Regions from separate parts of the Ovis aries genome. Here region 2 is linked to region 1. Evidence: chromatin contacts called from public Hi-C data. All regions are on one chromosome and are shown on one strand. Each heading gives the region's core, a stretch centred on a gene start, on an enhancer-like site or on the middle of the called end of the contact. The rest is flanking DNA. Distances are from core to core; before and after follow the strand shown.

The links. A called contact is a pair of places that touch in the nucleus more often than the background predicts.
Region 2: a Hi-C map of liver shows a contact between it and region 1, with 4 times the contacts expected there. The contact joins two enhancer-like sites. A contact is called at or near these places in 3 of 16 Hi-C or Micro-C datasets (hypothalamus, liver and muscle).

Annotation. Positions count from the first base shown.
Region 1 is chr25:18,655,421-18,659,970 of ARS-UI_Ramb_v3.0, forward strand. All of the region lies in intron 2 of JMJD1C (jumonji domain containing 1C), which reads right to left. Among named protein-coding and RNA genes, the nearest start is that of NRBF2, 130 kb to the left of the region's middle. Within about 2 kb of position 2,426, at least 52 of the 54 cell types and tissues checked have an H3K27ac peak or open chromatin away from gene starts, as enhancers often do. A contact at or near this core is called in hypothalamus, liver and muscle, where this site is marked.
Region 2 is chr25:18,992,323-18,996,942 of ARS-UI_Ramb_v3.0, forward strand. No RefSeq gene overlaps it. Among named protein-coding and RNA genes, the nearest start is that of JMJD1C, 110 kb to the left of the region's middle. Within about 2 kb of position 2,644, at least 48 of the 54 cell types and tissues checked have an H3K27ac peak or open chromatin away from gene starts, as enhancers often do. A contact at or near this core is called in hypothalamus, liver and muscle, where this site is marked.

The DNA.
Region 1 (4,550 bases), core at 1,176-3,675:
GTTTAATTTTTAGCAAAAAAATTAGAAAACACTGGCAGCTTCTCAAGAGAACTTTAAATCCCTGAACTTCATCAAATGCTCTTATTTTTTTCTAAACAGTACCAAATCAGGTCAACTTGGGAAGGTTAAAAAAAGGCCCACAAAAGGTACTACCTAAATGCCTATTGTACCGATTCAATTAAGGAGGACTGGGAAAAAAAGTCAACTTCTCCACTCCGAGTGCCTCTTTCTTACGCAAATAATACAGGTGGTTTGCATTTCCTATGAGACCTAGTCATTTTATAATATGAAAAACATTCCTGTGAAGAGAACCTCTCAGAACTCTGCTTTTTAAGGTAAGTCAGAGATCTAAGGGTAAATTTCAATAGGCCAATTTATCATAATTTAAATTACTGAGAAAAAAAATTTAGTTTCCAGGCTAAAATAAAAAAAAAATTCTCATTTTAGGGTATCGAACTGAAAGCCACTGGTAGAATCTTAGCTATCAGAAATGTTAAAAGGCTAGTTTATAATGGCCTGTTTCTGATGCATGAGTATTTATAATAACCATGTACAAATGGAAGTCAAAAGTACACCATGCTTCTTAAATAGCATATAGGACAAGGACTTGCAAATTTTAAAACGTGCAATTACTCTTAAACTACAAATATGTTCCCAAGTGCCGATAAATACTTTTATAGTACTTGTTAAAGAAATGTTTCAATATGTATTAAACAAGCAACCCTAAAAATGTGCGACTGTTCCTACTTTACTGAAAAATTAAAGACTAACAACATATAAAACTGAGTTAAAATACATGCTAATTCCCTAAAGTGGCAAATCAATGATGTAACCATTAATAATTTTTGTATCCAAGTGAAAAACATCCACTTTAAAGACATTAGCTTAAAAATAGAAACAAATATTTAAATAAAAGTGAATGAATCCTACAGATTTTGGATGAATCTGTAGTATTTCACGGGTCTAGGTGCACTGGAATGCAAAGAAACTAGAACTCATGCATAGCTAAGTAATTCAAGACTCTAAAGATATACCATTCTATGAGGAACTTCCACAGCCTAAGGGGAAGCTACAAGCTACCATCAGATGAAAGTCACAGTAGAATGTGACCCTAATCACAAAATGACTTCATTCTAATGCTGAAAAAAGTCTTTGAAAATCCAAATTAAAACTGCCAACTAAACAAAACACTTTTTCAATTTCGTTAATGGACTGAGAGTTTAAGGTCCTTTGTCTTTGTTAACTGCACTTTAAAAATAGTATAAAGTCAAATAAATACTTAGTAGAGAGCCTGCATTTCTACTAGGGCCTACCACGCTATAGGAAGAATGCTTAGAACAACTGTATCCTGTTTGGGGCTCCATGCTGCACCACATTCCATTCACATGAGGAAGAGGCGAACAGATGAGCCCTCCTCGAAAAACATTTTTAAAATAAATCAGCTACAGTTCTCAAACATAACTCAGCTGCTCAAACAAACCATGTTAAAGCTCACCATTTAACATCTGACTGGAAATTCACAAGGTTTATGTCTACAGTCCAAGTTTCTAACAATCTCCAGTTAACATTTAATAATTTCTTTTCCAAGTGAAAAAAATTAGGCTCATAAACTACAAAAATCTGATATAAATCTCAAAATACTAAAGCAGAAAACAATCTAAGATACATTTTTAGAAGTCAAGGTTTAGTCTTAAAAAAAAAAAAAAAAAAGATTGGAGTGACTCGAAAGAACAAAGTCCAAATTCCCACCCAAGCAGGTCTATTGAAAAACACGATACTGTTAGAAAACAAGTTGGGGGTGGGGACAAGCATACAGACAGAAAAAACCCTCACAAAACAAATACCCCTACTTCCCTTGAAACATTATATTCTAAAACCCTAACCCAAAACATTTCTGCTATAATACTTTAAACAACTGAGCTTGTTTTTTTTATCTTACAGTGTTAGGAAATTACTACCGACACAATAAATCTCTCTCTAAACAAATGAAATCATTAAAAATTCTAAAAAACTAAGACCACGAAAGCTGGACCTGAAAAAGACAGTGACCTTAATTCCTAAAATCGAGAAGCAAAACCAAATGTAAATTAAGACAAAAGAAAAAGGAAGCAGAAAAATACAAACCGTACTTTATTCTTGAGAATTTTAAAGTATCTTTAAATCTCTGATATCCACGACAAGGCTTTAAAGGTCAAGAAGTATAGCTGACATTTCCATTTTGTTCTTGAGCAGTATTTTTTTTTTTTTAAATCTAGCCTCAATAATTCTTAAGTCTTCAAAAATCACAGGCAAAGGGCTCTCAAACCAAGCATTTCTGAGCTCACTTGCAGCGTCGTCATTGTATAGTAAGAAAAGCCAAGACCACAGAACGAAGCAGAGGCTGTAACCTAACAAGTCTCCGACGAGCAAATGACGATCTTCTGTCTGCTCTGGCTCAGTCCTGGCAGTGACGAGGATTACAACTCGCTCTTTGTCATCAGCACTGTGGTGTTAACGACCAAGAAATCCTGCAGCTGAAGCTCTGCTGCATCCTCCGATCTGGGTCAGGATAATTTCTCCCGAGGTCGCTTACATAACCAGTAAGATACTCCAGATAGAGAGAACAGCCATCCATCAGCTAGAGAAAGCCTTTTCCCACTGTACTCTGTCTGTGTGGAAACACACTGCAGTAGCTTCCAACAGCGCAGACACCCAAATGAGAACGACTACTTGGCTTAGGGCACACTGAGAGAAGGGAAGAGGCGGTGCTCTGTAAACTGTAACTAATCCTCCGTCACAGGTGCTGATGGAGTCACTTCCAGCACGAGTCACATTACTGGTGATTACTCATTTGGCTGCGCCATAGAGACTGGCTCATAATTTTAACAACAGACAAAGACAGACTAGTGGCGAGACTGAGAGCTCAAGTTTACTGTCTCCTTCAGAAGGCAAATGCAAAGTTTCTGCCTTACAGATTCACCAAGGTGAGAAAGTGCAAAAAACAAGACGTAAATATCTCTCAGCTGGGCAAAAGTAAAAGGTAGCTTTAAACCTATGAAGAATACTTTCTAGTGTGTTTTCAAGTAAAGAATTTACTTTTACTCATTTTTCATTGGAAATACACTGATATTTTAAAAAACACCGGGCGGGGGAAACAGTTTAAAACATTTCTGGGGTAATAATCTAAGTGAAATCAAATGACATAACCAACAACCACACCAACAACTTTACTCAAAAGAAAAACTAACTGGTAATATTTATTTTGGCAGATTAAAAAATATTCCTGAAACATTTTTATTATTTTTAAGAATAATTTAAATAGTTCATAGTTATAAAAACCTTTAATAGCTACAGATGGCTATTCAGCACCTGACACGTGATTAGTCTGAACTGAGATCTGTGCTGTATGTATAATAAACACACTGAATATGAAGAAAGAATGTCAGATATCTCCCAGTACAAGAAAACATTCACCTATTTTTAATGATGTGTGTGAATGGCCTTTTATTTTAAATTTGTCCCAATGTTAGGTATTGCAATTTCAATAAATCTAAAAATTTACACTGATTTTAATACCACACAACCAATTTATCAAATCGTCTTAAGAGAAAAACTTCCAATTCCCAGCCAGTGCCCTGTCCCTTTAAATCTATTCCAGATGTATCAGCTTCATTTCATAAAAAACATTACGTTAACTACTAGAAAAAAAAGCTATTTTAAATTTAGTCTATTATGCATTGTACTTATGAAAATCTCAATCCTTTTTTGTTTTAAAGATGAAAGAGAGGAATAGTGATTATTCTAAAAATATTAGTAAAACTCAGTTTTAGAACAGTGATAGAAATGAAATGTAACTTTAGAACAAAGTACTTTTTAATAATGAGTCAAGTGAATATTAAATCACATATAGAATACCAGTATTTCATTTCATAATTACTGAAGATGTGATCATAAAACATGTATGGAATTAAAAGAATTCAGTGTAATATAAGTTTACAAAAAAAACAACTGGAATAATATGGCAGCCTTATTCTGAGCCCAAAACAAACAGCAAATATTTGATTCAGGTTATTACATTATATTATAAACTATCAAATTTTAAAACAGGGCATACTACTTTTCTACAGTTTACTGTATATTAGAGAATGAGTTAAATATTTCACAAGATGCATTTTATAATCTCGCATAAATTTCAGATTTGACTATGTTGTTATTAAAAAAATGTTTGTTCCTCAAGTACTATGTGCCCTACAAAATCAAGTAGCCTTAAGAACTATACTTAACAACTGCCACAGTATTTATATATTGCTAGTGATACACAATTTAATAATTTTATAAAATTAAAATAACATCAGTACCGAAAAACCACTCATTTTTATTTCATACATCACGGTTACATTAAAGCTAGATACTTTTCCATTACCATAAATACTACATTTTTGTTGTTTAGTTGCTAAGTCCTGTCTGACTCTTTGTGACATAGTCGATTCTTAATGGAAATAAATAAAGGTTACAAGTGCAACTAGCTGAAAACCTTAAGTATCTTCCTAATGTTTAAATTGGGCTTGATA
Region 2 (4,620 bases), core at 1,394-3,893, 340 kb after region 1:
TTTCGTGTTTTAACTAATAAACCTAGGTTTTAACTAGTAAAACAGAAAAGGGCCAAATGACTTTTTACACAGGAGATGAATTTCATTGTCTTTTCAGTAGAAAGCAAGTACGGTGGGATATATAGCAGGCAACAGTTTCCCTATGTTCTAGGAAAGTGGAACTGAATTATTGTTAGTTTACAAAACCTTGTATAAAATTAAAGTTTGCAGGGGGCTCCCAGGGAGGGAAATTAGACAAAGAAAGGAAGATTCGGGGAACTCTTTATTTTGCTATATTCTGAGAAGGGGTCGCGAAGAGTCGGACACGACTGAGCTGAACTGACAAGATAACCCATTTAAAAAGCCAAAGTTTTTAAAGTGTAATTTAACATTAAGCAACGTACAGAAGAGGCTGTGGTTGTTTTCCTTAGAATAACAAATCCTAAAATTAGAAAAGAATATTGAAGAGGGGGGAACCTTAATTTTGTAAACTTATTAGAATAAAAGGGGTGATTCAGAAAAGCAAGCATACATAATTGTCTTTAAAAGGAAATATATCTTCCCTAGTGCAAAGTAAAGTTATATGAGATCTGGTTGATATTTGACCTGACAGTCTCAAAGCGTATTAGACTGCAAGCAAGTAATAATTGCTTCCTCATTTAGGTTAGACAATGAGTTCTCTCTGCAAGCTGCTCTCCTCTAAATAGATTGTCGAGAGTAATTGAAACAAGTTATACTGGGAAGTGGAGTGACCGATTCCTCAAAGTGTGAGAGCAGAGCTATGGTAACCTCTTAAGCCTGGCCTTCATCCTGTTCCTATTTAGGGAATCCGCAGGGCAGCCTGCGAGAGAGTGCAGTCTGCAGTTCGCCAGCTTTATTGTTTAGACTTGAAGGGAAGGTCATATGCCCTCTTTGACAGAGAGGTTTATGGTCTCTCTCTAATTAGCAGCACCCTCCACCAGACAGACTGTTGGCCACATTCCAAGAGCGGGGTTTGGTAGCTGCCACTGATGAAGGAGAAAACAAGGTTATTTACCCTGTGACTGTAATTCTTGGCACAAGTCCTCTCTTTAAACTCAGACATGTTTTCCTTTTGTTCCAACTTGCCTTTGGAATCTGAGTAGGACGTGAAGGGAGGAAAATGCGACTCTATATCAATATTTAGTAGTGTAAGCAACCCGTATGTTGGCCTCGAATACTTTTTACTATTCTAGGGCTGCACGGTTCAACAACATCACTTACCACCACCACCCCCCAAAAAAGGCCACACATTCAGAGCGTTGCTAGTAAACGTAAATGCTTGAGCACATGCCCACACATAACCTCAGAAAAGGAAGTTTAATTTGCAACATCTATAAAATAACGACAGTTTTACATTAGGACACTTAAATCCCAGAGGTGAAGTGTGATTGGGTTTATCTCTCACTGGAGTGTTAAAAAGAGTCCCGGGATTATATCTGGCTCGTTCTGTTCTGCCGGTTCCGACGGACGGTGGGTTAAGCTGATAGAAATGCTTTTTGGTTGATTTAAACCAGATACTCCGACTATTTTTGTCCGGTTTGCAGGCGTTGCAGCACTGCAGAAGGCAACACTGCCCCCCTCGGCCGTCCGCCAACTGAGGGCGCAGGAGCCTGGTCTCCACCAGCTTTACCCGCGGCCATAAAAACCTTTCAAGTCCCCCTTATTATTCCAGGCACATTCCAAGGGAGTTGAGTCACAGGGTTCACTTGGCTTTTCTTCTGCTCTGAACTGCTTGTACCAGGTGGAATACGACATTCAACTTCGGAAATGGACTCCATACCGGTCAAAGAGCGCTTTAGGGCAAACCCCAAATGCAAGCCTACTGTTAACTTCTTCCGCACCTGGAGTTCCCTGGCTGTGCACCTGGCGTCCCATGGCCAGACCAGGATCGCGTCGTCAATACATCAGGGTTTTTTGGGGGGGAATCCCATGCTGCTGCTAAGTCGCTTCAGTCGTGTCCGACTCTGTGCGACCCCATAGACGGCAGCCCACCAGGCTCCTCTGTCCACGGGGGGAATCCCATAGAACTGCTCTATTTTCCTTGCCGATTTGAGAAGCTCCGAAGGCTGCACGGCCGAGGGGCAGGGGCTGGGTTGGAAACTTTTCCTTTTGGCAGTACTTTTCGGGAGAGTTTGGAGGCCTAGGCGGGGAGCCTAGGGGGCTGAGGTTCCGACGGCTTTTAAGTCAGCTTCGAGGGAAAATTCCCAGCCCCTCCCACGCGTCCGCCCAGACTCGCCGGCCGCCAGGCCCGAGCGGCCCGCGGTGGGCGAGTGCGCACATCTGGCCGCCCAGAAGCCACATCTGGAACGTTAACTCCAGCACCCAGATGTTCAAGGAGCTGGGGTAGTCCAAAAGCCCAAGAGGCGGGGCTGCCGCGGCTGCAGCTCCTCCCTGTAGCCCAGACAACTGGGGTCCAGACTCGGGAGACGCCCCCGGCGGGGGAGAGCAGGGCGGGCCGCGGAGGCTGGAGCTCGGTGGGGTGGCTAAGGCCGCAGGCTGGGCTCACGGTGCCGGAGCCGCGCCGAGGGGTTGGGGGAGGGGCGTTGGTATGATGGAGGCAGGCGGGGGTTGGGACGCGGAGAACGGCCAGTGCGCGGGGAGGCCGGGGGAGGAACTGCTGGGGCCGCGCCAGGGCCTCGCCCCGCCCCGTCACCGCGTCGGCCCCACTGCGTGGGATTTTACAACCCAAGTGCCCAGGAGGTGGCGGAGGAGGGCGGGGCCGGCGGGCGCGTTTCCTGGGGGGAGGGGCGCGCTGACTGTGCTGGGGACGGAGGGCGGGCTTCCCCCTCCTTCTTGCCTAAGGTCCAACACTAAGACTGGCGTTTTCTCCTGCGGAGCGACTAGCCTCTATCTCCTCTGCACCCTCCCGGCACGGAGAGAGGCGTCCTCGCCGGTGAGGTTAGCCAGGAAGATCGCTCCTCTTCCCCTCTCCCCTCACCCACCCCTAACCAGGAGAGGGAGGAGCTACACGTCCCTCCATAGAGTTTTTCCGAAACCAGAGCTGCGTGCCGGCGGCTGAGCCCCTCTTGCGTTTGTTTGCACGCAGGAGTTTTGACGTCTCGCTAAGCAACGGTGTTTGCCAAGGAGTCCGGGCTGTTTCAGAGAGCTTGCGTCTGTTGGATGCTCCAGTTTGAACAAATCGTTTCCATTGATTTATTTAACCAAGGCGAGGGCAGGCCGTGTTCTTTTTTAAAAATTGTCCTTCATCCAGGTTGTCCTTACATTTTGACCTAAGAGTGTCATAACACCCCAGGTCGTTGCGTAAATGTTTTGTGACAATTTTTAAAACCAGAGGAGGAAATATCCTAAAGGAAAAGAAAAGCACGACCTACAGGAAAATGATTTTAAAAGATGTTGGTCCTTTTCCACCTGTCATCCTCAGTCATTAAGTAGTCTCTACCAAAATAATATGTCCATTCGCAGCCTTCAACCCGAGGCAAATCTCCCTCCCCCTATTTCGAGCAAAGTACGAAAACAGGTCTTCTGGTCCCACCTTAGTCACCAGCTGAAACTGAGTCAGCTCTAGCGTTTCCTCTCCCAAGAATTGCTGGCTGAGAATAAACAAAAGCATACAAAATATTAAGTGTTCAGGGTACAGTGCTCTTCCATTGCTTTGTCGCAAGTTACTCTCCCTCATGGGCTTCCCTGATGGCTCAGCCGGTGAAGAGTCCTGTAATACAGGAGACAGGGGTTCAATCCCTGTGTGGGGAAGATAGCCGAGAGGAGGAAAGGGCAACCCACTCGAATATTCCTACTTGAACAACCCGGGCTACAGTCCATACGGTAGCAAAGAGTCGGACACAACAAAGTGACTTAATTGCCCACGCACACTACCTCTTGGTGCTTGGTGCCTCAGTTTCTCCATTCCTAAAATGTCACCTGTACCTATAGTATAGAGGTGGTGTAAAGATTTAGGGTTAATGAGATAGTGCAAATCAAGTGCTTAACACAAAGCGCAATGCATAGGAAAAACTCCATGGTGACTGTTATTATGTGTTAATAGGCTCTGTTTATCAATAAAATAAGAGTTAGGCAATGGCAGTGGGATCGCTCCTTCAGTTAGTTTTTCCACAACCTGCAAAAAAGGCGGATTTTTCTTTCTCTGACCGTGACTGACCTCACTTTTCAACAGAGGACGGAACTGGAACAGAAGGGGACCATGATTCTAACTGGATGAGAGAAGTGTGCCCTCTTGTGGGCCTCCTGTTATGTTAGCAGGGACGTCCCCCAGGAGAGGAGGAGGATGGTGGGCCTTGTGGTCAGGGCGCTAATCCCACTTTCCCTCAAAATGTCTCCCATGCAGTTTTCTGTCATCAACTTCCTTGAGAAATATTTTCCGAATAATAATGCAGCTCTCCTCCCTTCTCGTCGCCCTGGATTCCTCTCCCTCACACTCTACATCCATCTATCAGCCACTCCTGTCAGCCCTAATTTATAGATGTGGATACATCACAAACCCCATACCTTCTTACTACCTGCTACACTAGCAACGGTCCAGATATTATTTCTTAGCAAACCTACTGCAATAAGCTCCTAACTCCTCTCCCCACTTCCACTGCTTCACCCTGCATTTCATTTTTCACCCAGGAACCAATCCTTTTAAAGTAAAAATGAAATATG